Regions from separate parts of the Danio rerio genome. Here region 1 is linked to region 2. The links are chromatin contacts, called in public Micro-C maps. All regions are on one chromosome and are shown on one strand. The core of a region is the stretch at or near the end of the contact, and the rest is flanking DNA. Distances in the headings are between cores, read along the strand shown.

Evidence for each region. A called contact is a pair of places that touch in the nucleus more often than the background predicts.
Region 1: a contact with region 2 is called in a Micro-C map of caudal fin, with 2.4 times the contacts expected there. The contact joins the enhancer-like site here to the promoter of adcy6a in region 2. A contact is called at or near these places in 2 of 18 Hi-C or Micro-C datasets (caudal fin and an unstated tissue).

What each region holds. Positions count from the first base shown.
Region 1 is chr23:15,567,870-15,570,765 of GRCz12tu, forward strand. The region is part of intron 3 of adcy6a (adenylate cyclase 6a); the gene reads right to left. Among named protein-coding and RNA genes, the nearest start is that of adcy6a, 44 kb to the right of the region's middle. Within about 2 kb of position 1,597, at least 9 of the 62 cell types and tissues checked have an H3K27ac peak or open chromatin away from gene starts, as enhancers often do. A contact at or near this core is called in caudal fin, where this site is marked.
Region 2 is chr23:15,612,290-15,615,130 of GRCz12tu, forward strand. It overlaps adcy6a (adenylate cyclase 6a), which reads right to left and starts at 1,267. Exons shown (of 24, transcript XM_017353730.4): 1 at 1,046-1,267.

The DNA.
Region 1 (2,896 bases), core at 347-2,846, 44 kb before region 2:
TAGAGTCAAACGCGCGCATAGCCTACACTGCAGCGCATGACAGAGTGTGTTTGTGTGTGTGTGGTCACGTGATGTGCATTTCAGCTGTAGTGTGGAAGGAGAGCTGTTCAGAAATGCTAGGAGAAACAAACATCAGTGTGGATGTGGACTGTTTTCGTGCTGAAATGCCATTTTAAAACTAAGATGTATTAATGTCAACGGGGCCTAAGTGTGTATTTTTTGCGAGCGGGCTGCTGCTGCAATGGAGGCAGGGCAGAGGATTGCGATGCAGGTTCGGCATCGGTATGTCTATCGGCCATTGGTAATGGACGATGGCATTGTCTATTAATCCAACCCTATTGTAAATATGGTACAATGGCTTAAAAATATGCAAGTTTTAAATTTCTTGTACAAATCAAATTATACTCTTTTTTTTGCCAAATAAATCATGAATTAAGAACACTAAAAAATATCAGATTAATTGAAGATAGTATAAATATCAGATAAGAATATATTAATGAAAATTATATTTATAAACAAATGAATGAAATGGCATAAAATGTATTATAGACATGTATTTATATTAAATAAACTAGATTTTTAAATATCCTTATTAAATAAACTTGTCATTAACCCATAAATCAACACACTTCCTAACGTTTAAATTAAGTAATAAACAGTATTTTGGCTTATTCCCTTTATTAATCCGGGGTCGCCACAGCAGAATGAACCACCAACTTACCAAACCTTCCAGCTGCAACCCATCTCTGGGAAACATCAATACACACTTACTTAAACTCATACACTACAGTAAATTTTAGCCCACACAATTCACCTGTACCACATGTCTATGAACTGTGGGAGAAACCGGAGCATCTGGAGGAAACCCACGCGAACACGGGGAGAATATGCAAACTCCACACATGTTCGGCAACTGACTCAGCCAAGGCTCAAACCAGAGACGTTCTTGCTGTGAGGTGACAGCACTACCTACTGCGCCACCGTGTCGCCTACATTAAATTGATCAAAAATAAAAAACTTTTATATTTATTTTTACATTTCACAACAGCATGTTTCAAATAAATGCTGTATCCATCAAAGTATCATGAAACACAATTATGGATTTCCATCAAAATATTAAAAGACTCAAAATAAATGTTTCTTTATCATCAAAACAATTTCTGAACAATCATCTGACTGTCCGTTATAATTGTGCTGAAAATCCAGTTTTGAACCACAGGATTAAATAACTTTTGATGTCACTAAATGTCACTAACCCTAAAACAGTGAACAGTATAGATCAAAACATTCTCAAAAAAACTTAATAGTCTTTAAAAAAAATGAAATATGGGAAAGTTGCATATAAAAGTCATTTCCTCTCAGGGCAATGACTGATAGGACACAGTTTCTCAAGCTACTTCCTGTTTCGGGCAACGACTTCATCTGGAAGCATCTGGAGGTTTAATTTCTGAATGTCATGTTTTCTGGGACAGAGTTGTGGTGCTTTCCCCATATTTCTTTTTCTTTCTTTTTTTTTTTTTTTTGCTTATCTTATCTTTTTGAGTCACACAGAACTAAGTGATGAGACTCCACCACAACTAGTCTCTTATCATTCAAACGTTCAGCAAGATTATCCATAAATAACTGACAAAGTACAGACATCAATCCAGCACTCAGCAAACAATTGATATTAAACAAGTACATAAACACAATACAAACAGACTGTATAATAGCCTTTAGCTAACCAAGCTAACTGAAACAGGCCTTTCTGGTTCTAACTTAAACACAAAAACACACACTCACTACTAGCAGCAGAGCAGGACTAGGTGAACAGGATGTATATTATATCCTGCTCACCTATATTTTGTGATCATTGTGGTTTAAAACACATTTACAGAACATTTAATAAAACCATTAGTTAATGTTAACCAAAAACATGCAGTGCACTGAAGAGCTATACAGCAAAGAGTTTTCAGACTCAGTTGATAATTTCAGACATCATAGAGTTTACGTCAGATTATAAATGAAATCAACTAACTAACTAACTAACTAACTAACTAACTAACTAACTAACTAACTAACTAACTAACTAACTAACTCCATCAATCAATCAATCGATCAATTTTTTATTTGTAAACAGAGCACCTTGAAGAAAATCATCTTTTGTAAGCTGTTTGAACAGAACTGTGTCTAGGCATAGTGCGTTCACTGTCATAATGTGGTGACGTAAATACAAGAAGATTCTTTTCGTACATTTTCTTGGATTAAAATAGGATTGAAATCCTTCTCATTTGAGGGATTGCGTCACTGCAACCTGATGTAGGAGTGCGTTTTTTTTTTTTTTAATCTTGAAAAAGACATGAAATAAGTGCCCTTTAAACTAAGGTTATTTTGGTAATACACCGATCTTGATTTTTTTGTATTTTTCTCAGAAAAATTTGTCCAGCTCTGATACTGCATTCAAACACATATTTGGGCGATGCAGTGGCGCAGTATGTGGTAATATTTATGTGATAATTTTATCGGTATAATTTAAATAAAATATGCAGAATTTAAGCTATAGAGTTAAATGTAATATATATTACTATATAAGCATATATATATATATATATATATATATATATATATATATATATATATATATATATATATATATATATATATATATATATATATATATATATATATATATACAGTTGAAGTCAGAATTATTTTTCCCTAATTTCCCTGTTTATTTTTCCCTAATTTCTGTTTAACTGAGAGCAGATTTATTGAACACATTTCTAATCATAAATGTTTTAAGAACTCATTTCTAATAACTGATTTATTTTATCTTTGCCATGATGACAGTAAATTATATTTGACTCAATATTTTTCAAGACACTTCTATACAGCTGAAAGTGACATTTAAAGGCTT
Region 2 (2,841 bases), core at 17-2,516:
GCTGGCTCTCGTAGGCTATATCGTGCCGTATTCCTCCGGGACGTTTGCACGACATTTCAACAGCCGCGCGCTGATGTTACATAATGCAAATACAGAGATCACAACGTCGCATCATCCACAACAACACAACCGTTATTAATCTAAGCCCCGGTTTCCTCTCACAATAAAAAAGCTCCATCAATCAGATCACGCTGCCTTATCCTACAAAAATAATAATCCGCGTATTTACGCTAGACAAGCATTGACGCACATAAACACACCACCGACTGCTCTCCATCGCCATAACATATGCATGCTGCATAATTTCAGTGCTTCATCGATGGCTCATCTTGCTAGAAGAACTATGCAGCATTTCTCCCATAGGCCGTTTGGAGATGTTTCGTTACATAACACTGACTGCGAGTGTGTGTGTGCGTGTGTGTACCATATTCGCAGCAGTGACCGTGTCGAGGCTGTTACAGTAACAGTGTGCGGATACTTGTGCAACACAGCATGTCACACCCGACCGCCAAGTGTGGGCTATACAGTCCTGTCCTTCACCCGGAGAGCTGAATTATAGCGCGCCACAGGCCGTGAACGTGCCCATATCTGCGGTGGACATGCTATAGAGATCATACTGTGCAAACATTCCAACGCACCAGTCACCATAGCCTTGTTTTATAGAGGCAAACATCCGATCAGATGGACATCCTTAAGGACTCGCGCATGACATCTATTAACACCGCCGGCTGTTGTTTTGCTTGTTATTTCACATTATTTTTGGGGCAGCGTTCGACCTTTAGGGAAACATAACAGCCAAGACGCAGAGGTTCAATCTTGAGTATATATACATCGCTGGTGTGAATGGAGAGAAAGGGGTGTTGCATTTTTTTCTTCACCATGTCAAAACTCAAGGCTAACGCTGCGTTGAAGCCGTCCACAAGCACGCACACGAGTCTTCTGAATGTCCTTTGTAAAAGGCAAGCCGCTTGTATAACGTTTGTCCATTAGTAAGCGGGCGTACATAAAACATGACTGATCACCCAAGAAAAAAGCTCTGACTCACCGTGGACATCTATGCGTTTCGGGCGCTTCGGCGGCGGCGGCGGTGGTTAGAGAGCGCGCGGTGCTTCGGTCGCTCGGTGTCCTTGTTATGGGTCGGCCGATGTGTTTTTTGCAGGCATCGAGGACGAGGGGACAGAGGGCCACAGACAGTGAAGCTCTGCCTTGCTTGTGCTCCCGTCGTTTCCCAGCCTCTCCCCCTTCACTCAGACGCGGTGCCAGTCTCAGTCTCCACGCGTCTCAACACTCCCCCTAAAGGCCTGCGAACATGCAGCTCCGCACAGCCAGCTGATTTCACCTGTCCTCCTCCTCCTCCTCCTCTTGGTGCTCCTCTGCTCTCATGTGGAGAGAAAGACTCACAAAGGTGGACGAGGAGAATAATTCTAATACACTCAATTAGATGACATATCTATCTATCTATCTATCTATCTATCTATCTATCTATCTATCTATCTATCTATCTATCTATCTATCTATCTATCTATCTATCTATCTATCTATCTATCTATCTATCTATCTATCTATCTATCTATCTATCTATCTATCTATCTATCTATCCATCCATCCATCCATCCATCCATTCATCTTTTGAATTTTAACATTGCTATATAACATGGAAGCTCACATGAAAAAATATTATAAACCCTAAGTTGAGACTACTCAAATGATATGAGAAAAGTTATTCCCTCAGTTCGTTTGAGTAATGGGAAATCGACAACTCAATTAAATCAGTTGACCAAATGTGGTCTCTTCATTGAGTTAATTTAAATGTTTAATAACAGATAACTTAAATGTTTAATCCTCTACTGCATGCATTATGATAGATCTAAAAAAGTAACAATTTTTCTTTTCTTAAAATGGCTGTAAAAAGTGCTGTAAAAAATATTGTAAAAATGTCTTTGTGTTGCAAACTTTATGAAATGTTGCCATATGGCAACAACGTCTAACAGTGGATCTAATGTAGACATTTCAAATTTAGAACTTTATTTATAATTAATAATTTAGTTGTTTGAAATGATTTAATTGCTGTTGCTGTATTATAATCTTTAACACTAAACTAATAAATAACACCTTATACATGCTTTCCAACAACTGATAACACAACAGCTTTCATTTATTCCATTCTTTTTTTGCTGAATATTATTGAAAACAAACATAATATTGTATTATCATGTATACAACATACAGTAAATATACATATTTTCTCCATTAAATATTATAACAAATAAATAACAAGTCTGGTATATCCAGATGAATCAGAATGAGCTACTAGCTAACAATGTTTATATATTATAATATACTATACTGCGCCTGTCTTATCTGCCTCTGAGCTTACCTGAACTGACTCCATCACTGCTCTTATCAAATGTCCAATCTGCATCATTCTCATGCTCACTAAAACCCATCCCACCCTCACTTTCATCTGCAGAAAGTTTCAGTTCTGTCCTTTTCTTCTTTCACTTACCATAGAACATGGTGGTGCTCGCTAATAAACTTTTCCCTGTATTGATATCTATTCAAAAGTAGTATTGCCACTAAAACTAAATTTTATTTATCATGCAACTGTCATTAACATACTATTCAACATTACTCTACTATTCATGTTGTTTATGTTAAAACTTAAAAGTTCACAGCTGACCTTGCTAGCTAGCTAACCTATTGCAATATTGCACATTCCAAGTAAACATTACAATTACAAGTGAACACACACATTGATCGATTTACAAAAAAATTATTGGATAGAAAAAAATTCAGTTGTGAATATGTCATCATGTGATGTTTCAGATTTTTTTGTGGATC